Linked DNA regions of Mus musculus: region 2 is linked to region 1. A link is a contact called in public HiChIP or PLAC-seq data. All regions are on one chromosome and are shown on one strand. The core of a region is the stretch at or near the end of the contact, and the rest is flanking DNA. Distances in the headings are between cores, read along the strand shown. Region 1 holds the start of Desi2 (desumoylating isopeptidase 2). Region 2 overlaps Gm46174 (a long non-coding RNA gene).

Region 1 (5,152 bases), core at 2,065-4,564:
TCCTAATGGAACTGTGGTCACTCCCTTGGCACAGTGTCCCTACCATCCTTCACTCACTTGATATAGTTTTCTTTCATGCATCCTATCCTCCAGTTAAACTGGACTAGATCAAAGTTCCCAGTTCAGCCTGGGCTTCCCTACTCTTGTTCTCTGTTCATGCTGACTGATCTCTGCCCTTGAAGAGTCTATCAATGCTTCTTGTTTACTTTTTTTCTCTTTCATTATTTCCTGATTCTACAACCACAAAATAGTCTTTGGATCCTCTTCTGCTCCTATTAAAATAATGCTACTCTGCTCTAAATTATAATTCTTCTTATGTCTTCCTTACGATATCCCAAATTCCTTAAAGCAGACAGGTAATGGATCCTGCCTCTGATTTCAATGTCATCAAAATTAAATGAGTAATGGAAAGTTTTTACATTAGTGATAAAAGCATTCATAGACAAAAGCCTTTAAAAGAACATACAAGAGTAAGTCTCTTAAATAAACATTTTTATTCAAATGTTTCTCTTCCTGTTGATGAAATAAGGCAATTTGTAAGAAATAACTAGGAATTATTCAATAGAGACAATAGTGAATCAAGACTGTCATCTAGAATTTCTAGATCCTGCTTTTTAGTCACTTAGGCTTTTTCTGGCTGCTTTCTCTGTATTTACTAGAGTGGCAAGAAGAATAAGCTCTTTTGTGAATATTTCATATTTTAGCATCATTCAAAACTGTCTTCCCCTAAAAAAACATTCGTTTGAATATCATCCCTAGCCCTTACAACTTCACAATCAGTAACGATTTTCCTGATTCATAGAACAGGAAAACACTATATGCCATGTAATGCATATTCAATTTAATCTAAAAAGCAAAACTCTATTTGACAGATTTCTTTGGGTTATGAAACTATAGCCACTGGTCACTACATAATTCCAACTGATTAAAAATATAGACGATGGGGCTGGAGAGATGTCTCAGTGGTTAAAAGCACTGACTGCTCTTCCAAAGGTCCTGGGTTCAATTCCCAGCAACCACATGGTGGCTCACAATCATGTACAATGTGATCTGACGTGCTCTTCTGATGTGTCTGAAGACAGCTAGAGTGTACTCATACACATAAATCTTTAAAAAATATAGATATTTCAATATATATTCTCCAGAGTAAAACATATCCTGAGGAATAGTTTATAAGAGTCTTCACCAGTTTAAAAAAATCCAAAGTCTGATAGGCAAGAGGCAGTGAAATACTAAAAGGGCAATATTAAAGCTGACAATGGTGGTGTAGACCTTCAATCCCTGCAGAGGGGCAGAGGGGCAGAGGGGCAGAGGGGCAGAGGGGCAGAGGGGCAGAGGGGCAGAGGGTCTCTGAGAGTTTGAGGCCAGCCTGTTCTACAAAGATAGTTCCAAGATAGCCAGAACTACACAAACTCTGCCTCAAAACAACAACTAAACAACAACAGGGGGCAAAATTAATTAAGAAAAGATTCCCATGGAACACAAAAAGTTTAAATCCAGAGAATAATTTATTAACCAGTAGAGTAGGCTGTTAGTCATACAATACGCATGCTCTTCTCGAATCTCCTGCTCCAGTTATCCAACTTTTCCCTTCATGATTAACTTTTCCTAGTCTGTTACTCTACCTCTCATCTCCAGACTTACACTGGAACCTACTAGAAGAGAAACCTCGCTTCTAGTTACCAGCAGACCATGCCCTGTCAACGTTAACTTCTAGATATAGCATGAGGAATCCTTTTCTATCAATAGCTCCCTGTTCATTTAAAAATTTATAAACAATACAAAGAAGAAAGAGCTTAGAGCTGTAATTAAGAGCCAAGACTTCTTACTGTTGAATTTCTTCTAAGTACTTTTAAGCCAACAGAAATAATGCTGGAGAAATTTCATGTGTCAATGCATAGCCAAGAAATTTCAGGCTTTTCAGGGGAAGGCTATCCTTTACAAAACAAAAATTAAGTAACCAAAGGAGAGTGAACACACCCAAACGTAGCCTCCCTGCGGCGATCATTCTCTACCAGGTGCTTCTTCTAGGGGTATTATTGCACTTGGAACCTGAGGGGATCCAGCCTTTGAACCCTAGCCTGAATGTTTTCAGTTCTTCAAAGTTAGATGACATAATAAACAAGGCTGTCTTTCCCTCTCTAGCGGTCACGTCATCCACCTGTTGCATCACCTGGAAAGTGGCCTTCGGATTCTAGGATCACCTCTGTGATCGCTAAATAATTCAATGGCGCTATTTTCTACATAAATTTTCGCTTCTTTCATTTTTATGAGGATGCCTTGGAGGTGAGGGTGTATTGGCTCCGGTTCACCTCTGGGGAGACGCTAGCATCCGCATCGAAGCTGTGACTTTCTAGACTTGAAGGGCTTGAGAGTTGTCGGAAGCCTCGAGCATTTGGAGACAGACAAGGGCCAGCAGGAGCAGGGCAGAGGGGAGCTGAGCAGCTTAGAGGCCAGGTGGCAGTTGGGAGGGAGGTCGCCCTGCGACCGAAGCTTCGCGGATAGGACACGGCTCATCCGCCCAGGGGTCGGGCCCACAGCCAGGGGAGCTGAGGGCTGGGACGAGGCTCGAGCCCAAGCCCTCTTTCGGACTGACTGGGACACCTCCAGGAGGCGCGCGGGCCAGTCTCGGGATTAGAAGACAGCGCGACTGTCCCCTCCCCCCACCCCTGAGAACTAAGCTGGAGGCGGAGGCGCGAGGCAGGAAGCACCGGGCCGGGGTCCCGACCCCTGACAGGGCCGGCCAGCGCGGGCCGCCAGGGGACGCACTCACCATGTCGTAGACGTTGAGCACCACTAACTGGTTAGCCCCCATCCTTCTCCCCACGGCCGCCGCCTCGTCCTCCAGCCGCTCGGTCTCCGCGGGGCGGAGGCCGCTGCCACCCCCGCGGGCGCCTCAGGCAGGGCTCGAGCCGGGCACTAAGCGTCCAGCCCGGCCCACCGCAGCCGGGGCGGAAGCATCCGGCAGCCGGGACCGCTCCCGGGAGACGCTGTCAGAAACCTGTACGAGGACCCGGCCAGACAGGTGGAGAGGCAGCTCCAGCTCAGGCGCCTCCCCTCGGCCGCAGACACGTGGGGGAAGGCGGGGCCTGGGCGAGGGGCGGGCTTTAGGCACCCTGGAGGCGGGGCCGGCCAGGATCCAGGGATGAGCCCGCCTGCGCGTTGAGGCTCTCAGGCTCTGCAGCTGGAGACCTAAAATGGCGACAGGCCGGATGCCTCTTCACCCTGGTGGCTCGAGGTCGCAGAAAGACTACCGTTCCCAGAAAGCAGAGGGAGAACCCGCGATTCCTATTGGGCGTGTAAGCAGTCTGACTACATATCCCAGCATTCACCAGGATATTGTAGGCACTCACGTCTCCCTGGGAGACTACAGTTCCCAGAAAGTCCTGCGAAGAGTTTGTCAGGGGAACCTTCGCTGTTCGTCCTTGGCGAGCAGAGACTCCATTTGCCTTTTAGTTTTCAGTGCTGTTTCTGGTGTTTGTAGCGTGAGATGTGAATCCAACGCAATGTGAAGAAGTGATGACTAAGTTTTCCAAAGCCCTTCTGCTTTTTTTTTAATTTTTGAAAATATAGAAGTGAGGCAATAAAGGGAGGAAGGTTACCCTTGTAAAAGTAGGATGTAAGAAAGTCTCCTTTAACCCTCAAAACGGAATTCACATTTCGTGAATGACAGAAAGCTAGTCAAATATAAGAGAGCCAAGAATTCCAATTAGAGGAGACAAAAGTACATAGACATAAGACATGTTTTTTGTACTTAAGGAACAAAATAAAAGTTCTCTGTGGCTAGAATATAATGAGCAAAGAGGTGATCTGTGGACAGGCAGTTAACTGGTCAGAAGACATCCTGAGTTTTCAGTTAGCTGAGATTGAATATCTATTTTACATTTTAGATTTATCAATTGTGTGTGTGTTTGTGTGTCTCTGTGTGTGAAAGAGTGAAAGAGACTGAGAAAGACAGAAGACAGAGACAAAGACAGCAAGGGGTGCAGGTGACCAAAGAGGACAGAGGGCAGGGATGCTCTGCAACCGAAGTTATAGGCTGCTGTAAGTTGCTTGACCTGAGTGTTGGGAACCAAACTGAGATCCTCTGCAGAGCAACAAGTACTTTTAGTGGGCAAGCCATCTCTCCAAACTCTGAGGTTGGATTTTAAATGAAGAGTTGGTAGGGTTTGAGCCAAGGAACGACATGAATATGTACATAAGTCTCTTAAAAGATTGCTTGAGAGCTAGAGAGAAAGCTCAATGCTTAAGAGTACTGGCTGCTCTTCCAGAGGTCCTGAGTTCAATTTCCAGCAAACACATGGTGGCTTACAACCATCTATATTTGGGATCAGATGCCCTCCTCTGATATGTCTGAAGACAGATATGATGTACTCAGATAAATAAATAACTTTAAAAAATTAAAAATTGCTTGAGTTTCTGTGTGAAATTTTAATGAGGCAAGGGAAATAGAAACATGACCATTAACGTGGTAAATTGTAAAAGTGGCTTCTCAAATTATATATGACCTTTGATGCCTCTCTCTACTGTCTTTAGCAAGCTTTGGCTTGATTTGGTCAATGGGTTATTAACAGATATAATGCAAGAGATTTAAAAGGCACTTTGGATTTGTGGCTTGGTTTCTTCCTCATCTTGGGAGTCTAGTGACCAGCCTTATATTAAAAAGTGTGGACATTAAATTTGTTGGGGGAGTTAGGGGTAGTCTCAAAAATAGGTCCTGGATGTTTGACAAATTTGGGTAGATAGTATGTTATTCATAATATATCAAACATTTGAGGGAGAAGCAGGTTAGAAAGGGAAATGAAATTACTGTTAGGTCATGTTATATTTTCAGTGCCTTTTAGAGTCTCATGAGATGTTGAGTAGGCATTTGCATAAATGAAATGGAGTCACAACCATTAATCTGACTAAAATAAACATTTCAGTAGAACTTAAAGCCTAGAGACTTGTTGGGCAGTCTTTCTGTTGCTGTGATAACACCTGCTCTGACAGAAAGCAGCTTAGGGCAGAACAGGTTTAGGGGTCACAGTCTATCACAGAAGGAAGTCAGGACAGGGCAGGAACTTAAAGCAAGCACCTTGGAGGAGCAGTGCCTGCTGGCTCAATCACTGGTTTATGCTTGGCTAGCTTTTTTAAGAAACTCAAGACAACC
Region 2 (4,926 bases), core at 746-3,245, 100 kb before region 1:
AAGTTTCGCAGTGCTGAAGATGGAACCTAGGCCCTGGTACATGCTAGTAAGCCTTTATCACTGAGCTATGTCCCCAGCATCCTCCACACAGGAGCAAGAGGGAGCCAGGGGAACAACACCTTCTGAAATGGTCATACTTAACCTCCTGATTCTCAAATGCTTGCTAAATAATTTCTGCATGATGACCCTCTGCTGGATATTAAAATGTCACACAGTGTCTTAGGGTTATTATCACTGTGATAAAGCACCATGAACAAAGTAACTTGGGGCAGAAGGGGTTTCTCTGGCTTACACTTCCACAGCACTATTCATCATTGAGTAACGTCAGGACAGGAACTCAGTCAGGGCAGGAGCTGATATAGTAACCATGGAGGGGTGCTGTTTGTTGGCTTGCTTCTCATGGCTTGCTCAGTCTGCTTTCTTATAGAACTCAGGGCTTCCACCCCAGAGATGACACCACCCACAATAGGCTGGGCCCTCCCCCATCAGTCACTAATTATGAAAATGTTCCACAGGTTTTCCTATAGCCGGATTTTAAGGAGACATTTTCTTAATGGAGCTCCCTCCTTTCTGATGACTCTAGCTTGTGTCAAGTTGATATCAAACCAGCCAGTCAGTTTCACTATAGCACCTCACTTTTCATGGCCCCTGTCGAAGGTCTTTCATACTTCCCATTTAATCTTGTGTATTTGAAGTTGATATTATAATAATCCAGGTTTTATAACTGAAGAGACTGAGGCCCAGAAAAGGGAGGAATCTTGCCCTTGGCTCACAGTAGCTTGTGACTCGCAGTGTATAAGGGCATGAAAACACTACCCATGCTTCTGCTTCTGTGGGTCTGGGGACTTGTCTGGTGCTCTGGGGTGGAGATGGCTCCTTCAGCCTACTGCTGGGTCTGCTTCTCTGACTGTCCCCCCCCCTCCCCCCCCCCCCGTGATCAGTGGCATACTCAATGAAATGGTCAGAAGATGGGGGTAGCCTGTGGCCTTCTTACCTTGTCTGCAGCTTCCCTGAGTGGCCCAGAATCAGAAGTGGGCCACTGGGGACTCATGAGGTGTGTTTTCTCATGCTTTCCTGAAAATGGCCTATATCATATCCTCTGCAGAAAAAAAAATCCTTGGAATGTTCTGTGAAGTTACTGTCCTAGACCAGTGCCCACTGACAGCTCAGGGTATGGGGAGGTAGCCATGATCCCCAGAAGGGTGCATCACAGTGGAAGACACTCATTTCTCTGGTCCCCCTATAGGGCAAACATCTCACCTGAATCCTATAGTTTGTATTTTGAATGTTTTCTGAAGATCTGTGCGTTAAAATCTTGATCCCTGTGCTGGAGAGATGGCTCAGTGGTTAAGAGCACTGACTGCTCTTCCAAAGGTCCTGAGTTCAATTTCCAGCAACCACATGGTGGCTCACAACCATCTGTAATGGGATCTGATGCCCTCTTCTGGTGTGTCTGAAGAGAGTTACAATGTACACATATAAATAAAATAAACAAATCTTTTTTTTTTTTTTTTTTTTTTTTTAGTCCTGATTCCTAGGGTGGTTCCACAAGAAGATGAGAGATGAGGCTTAGTGGAAAGTCTTAGGTCTCTGGAGGGAATGTCTTCAAAGGGAATTATGGAACCTGGCATCTTGTTTTTTTCCTTTCTGGCCACGGAGCCAAATTGCTCTTTATGCTCCCATCACAGTTGACTGTGGATATTATAATAACCCCAATTTTAATATAATATTTATTTATTTGGGATCTCCAAAACTATGAGCCAAAATAAACCTTTCCTCTTTTGTAAGTTGATTGTCCTTGGGTATTTTGTTACAGTGTTAAGGTGACCTTACTGACTCCCTCAATTCCTGTTTCTTCTCAGCCAACCTTCTAAGCAGGATTTTAATTTTTGTAAGTCTTGACCTCTCAGTGACGGACTCTTGTAGATGAAATGTCTGTGCTGCTATGGCTAGAGTGGAGCCTGGGGCGGTTGAGTTTAAGAAGACTCACAGGTGACTCATTTCCTTTGAGGATGGAACCTATCACTTACCAGGAAACAGGAATGCAAATGCAGATGCTTTCCCTGTAGAAATCCAAGCTGTTAACTTGATACTTTGTTGCAAACTTGAAAAAAGACTATGTGTGTTAATGACTTAATTCACATGCTGGAATGTTCCAGTTACAAAGTGTTAAGACGTCTACAATAAAAAGGTAACACCTGTAGCAGGGATGTGGCTCAGCTCACTGAGAGCTTGCCTGGCATGAAGGTAGCCCTGGGTCCAATACCCAACACCTCCTAAGCCAGGCATGGTGGCACATTCCTGTAATCCCAGCACATAGCTGGTAGAGGCAGAAGGATTGTCTAAATTCTAGGTCAGCTTTGGGCTACTAAATAAATAAATGAATAAATCCATTTAGATTGACTGCTTCCCAGAAATTCTATATTGAAAAAGGAGCAAGCTGAGAGATTACACTGTTTTGTCTCTGTCATGCTGGGTGGGTAGGTCACACTTAATAGAGTTTAAGACAATGTGTTTTTCTGTCCTTGCAAATGCTTTTGTAAGAATATAAAGCTAAAAATAGAGGTATTCATTAGGTAGAAATACAGTAATTTAGAAGGTCTGTCGGGTACTGTGAGTTCTAGGAAGGGCAATTTTCTGCTGAGCGCTGCTGTTCTGACAACCCACTAGATCCCTCTGGTAACAGGGATACTTGGCACTTAGCACCATTGTGCATGTTAGCTCACATTGTCTCAGTGATTGACACTAGACACAGCTGTCCTTCAGTATCCATGAGGGATTGGTTCCCTATGCATATCAATCAGAATCCACAGATTCTGAAGTCACATATAAAATGGTTTCTTATTTGCCTACAACCTATTCAACTTTCTCATGTACTTTAAAAAAAATTTTTTTTTTTTGAATATGGACTAGAACTCATCCTTTGAGTGGGAGAGCGAGCGCAGGTGCCCACAGGGGTCAGAAGAGGGTGTCAGATCCCCTGTAGCTGGGGTTGCAGGCAGTTTCGAGCCCTCTTGTGAGTGCTAAGAACCTGACTCAGGTCCTCTGCCAGAACCGCAGCGCTCTTACCAGCTGTGTCTACCTCCAGCTCCCCCTGTCACATTGGACTGGTAAGATTGAATGTGTCTGAGATTGGAACGAATGATATGTTTCAATTCTTTTTTTTTTTAAGATTTATTTATTTATTATATGTAAGTACACTGTAGCTGTCTTCAGACACACCAGAAGAGGGAGTCAGTTCTCATTACGGATGTTTGTGAGCCACCATGTGGTTGCTGGGATTTCAACTCAGGACCTTTGGAAGAGCAGTCGGGTGCTCTTACCTGCTGAGCCATCTCACCAGCCCCGTACTTTAAATTTTTAAAGCACCTCTGGGTTACTTATGATAACAACAATGTGCTTGCTACCTAAATCATTATAATGATTTGTTTAGGGAAGAATGTTTAAAAAAAAAAAAAAAGGATGCTCATGCTTACCACAGACAACAAAAAAATATTTTTTTCAGTCTAGAGATGGTGATTGACTCCATAGCAAGGAGGGTGCCACGGACACAGGGGCTGACTGGCTGTTTATGTAACTCGCCAAAGAGAGGGAGCAGTTCTCTCTCATTCATAAGGTGTAAGCTGACTTTGGAAATGAGAGAATTAAATTCCAGTTAAATTTCCTTATCTAAGCCAGGCAGTGGTGGTACACACCTTTAATCACAGCACTTGGGAGGCAGAGGCAGGCAGATTTCAGGACAGCCAGGACTACACAGAGAAACCCTGTCTCGAAAAACAACAACAACAAAAAATTCCTTATCTATCATTGTATGACCCCAACAAACTGTTACATCTTTGTCTGCTCTACCAAAGAGGATGGATGTTCTTGCCTCAAACAGGTTTGCACAAAAGTGATGCTATTGCAGTGTGTGTGTGTTTGTGTGTGTGTATCCATTTGTCTGTCTACATGTACTGGCTAGTTTTGTGTCAACTTGACACAGCTGGAGTTATCACAGAGAAAGGAGCTTCAGTTGAGGAAATGCCTCCATGAGATACAACTGTAAGGCACTTTCTCAATTAGTGATCAAGGGGGAAAGGCCCCTTGTGGGTGATGCCATCTCTGGGCTGGTAGTCTTGGTTCTATAAGAGAGCAGGCTGAGCAAGCCAGGGGAAGCAAGCCAGTAAAGAACATCCCTCCATGGCCTCTGTATCGGCTCCTGTTTCTTGACCTGTTTGAGTTCCAGTCCTGACTTCCTTGGTAATGAACAGCAGTATAGAATTGTAAGCTGAATAAACCCTTTCCTCCCCAACTTGCTTCTTGGTCATGATGTTTGTGCAGGAATAGAAACCCTGACTAAGACACTACACTAGGTAGCTTGTTACTGTTATGCGCGCGGGGGGGGGGGGTGTTGTACATATTTATTTCAAGTATGTATATGTTTCTGCTTTCTTCTATTCCACATCTGCAAAGCTTGGATGTAGGAGAAAGTACAGTGAAGCTCCTCCATCTCTGAGTCAGCGCAGCCTCCCAGGGCCTGTGCCCCCCACTACCTAGCCAGAATCTCCATCTCAGTTCTCAGTTTCTGTGAGAAAGGACTTTTATGTCTCACTTTTTTGGGCTGGGGTGGGAGTAGATTATTAAATGTGACAGCTGATGGGTAGCAAGATGGCTCAGTGGCACTGATGACCCATGGACCCACCTGGTAGAAGCTATCCTTTAACCACAACTTCACTGTGGTGTGTATGTGCATGGGAAATAAATGTAATAAAATTTATAAATTACAGTGTGACATCTGAGGCCTGGCCCTCCTTAGAGGAAAGGTGGGTTAGACATGAGCCAACCTCCATCTTCCTCCCTGAGATTTAAAGAATAGTATCTTTGCCACAGACTGGGTTCACTCAGACACAAGAATCCTTTACAGGGAAGGTATAGTGGTCCATGCCT

What was found. HiChIP or PLAC-seq counts read pairs in DNA pulled down with a chosen protein or histone mark.
Region 2: a CTCF HiChIP or PLAC-seq map of the NIH/3T3 cell line shows a contact between it and region 1, with 8 read pairs. The contact joins the enhancer-like site here to the promoter of Desi2 in region 1. A contact is called at or near these places in 3 of 39 promoter capture datasets (hippocampal neurons and liver), 1 of 15 datasets of contacts at CTCF or cohesin (the NIH/3T3 cell line), 1 of 484 Hi-C or Micro-C datasets (cerebral cortex), 11 of 115 datasets of contacts at active chromatin or transcription factors (CD8 T cells, the SCID.adh cell line, astrocytes and 6 more) and 3 of 9 other capture datasets (adipose tissue, liver and pancreatic islet).

Annotation. Positions count from the first base shown.
Region 1 is chr1:178,185,579-178,190,730 of GRCm38.p6, reverse strand. It overlaps Desi2 (desumoylating isopeptidase 2), which reads right to left and starts at 3,314. Exons shown (of 5, transcript NM_024282.3): 1 at 2,774-3,314. The coding sequence starts at 2,815.
Region 2 is chr1:178,288,975-178,293,900 of GRCm38.p6, reverse strand. All of the region lies in intron 1 of Gm46174 (a long non-coding RNA gene), which reads left to right. Among named protein-coding and RNA genes, the nearest start is that of Gm46174, 8.9 kb to the left of the region's middle. Within about 2 kb of position 1,995, at least 10 of the 459 cell types and tissues checked have an H3K27ac peak or open chromatin away from gene starts, as enhancers often do. A contact at or near this core is called in the NIH/3T3 cell line and trophoblast stem cells, where this site is marked.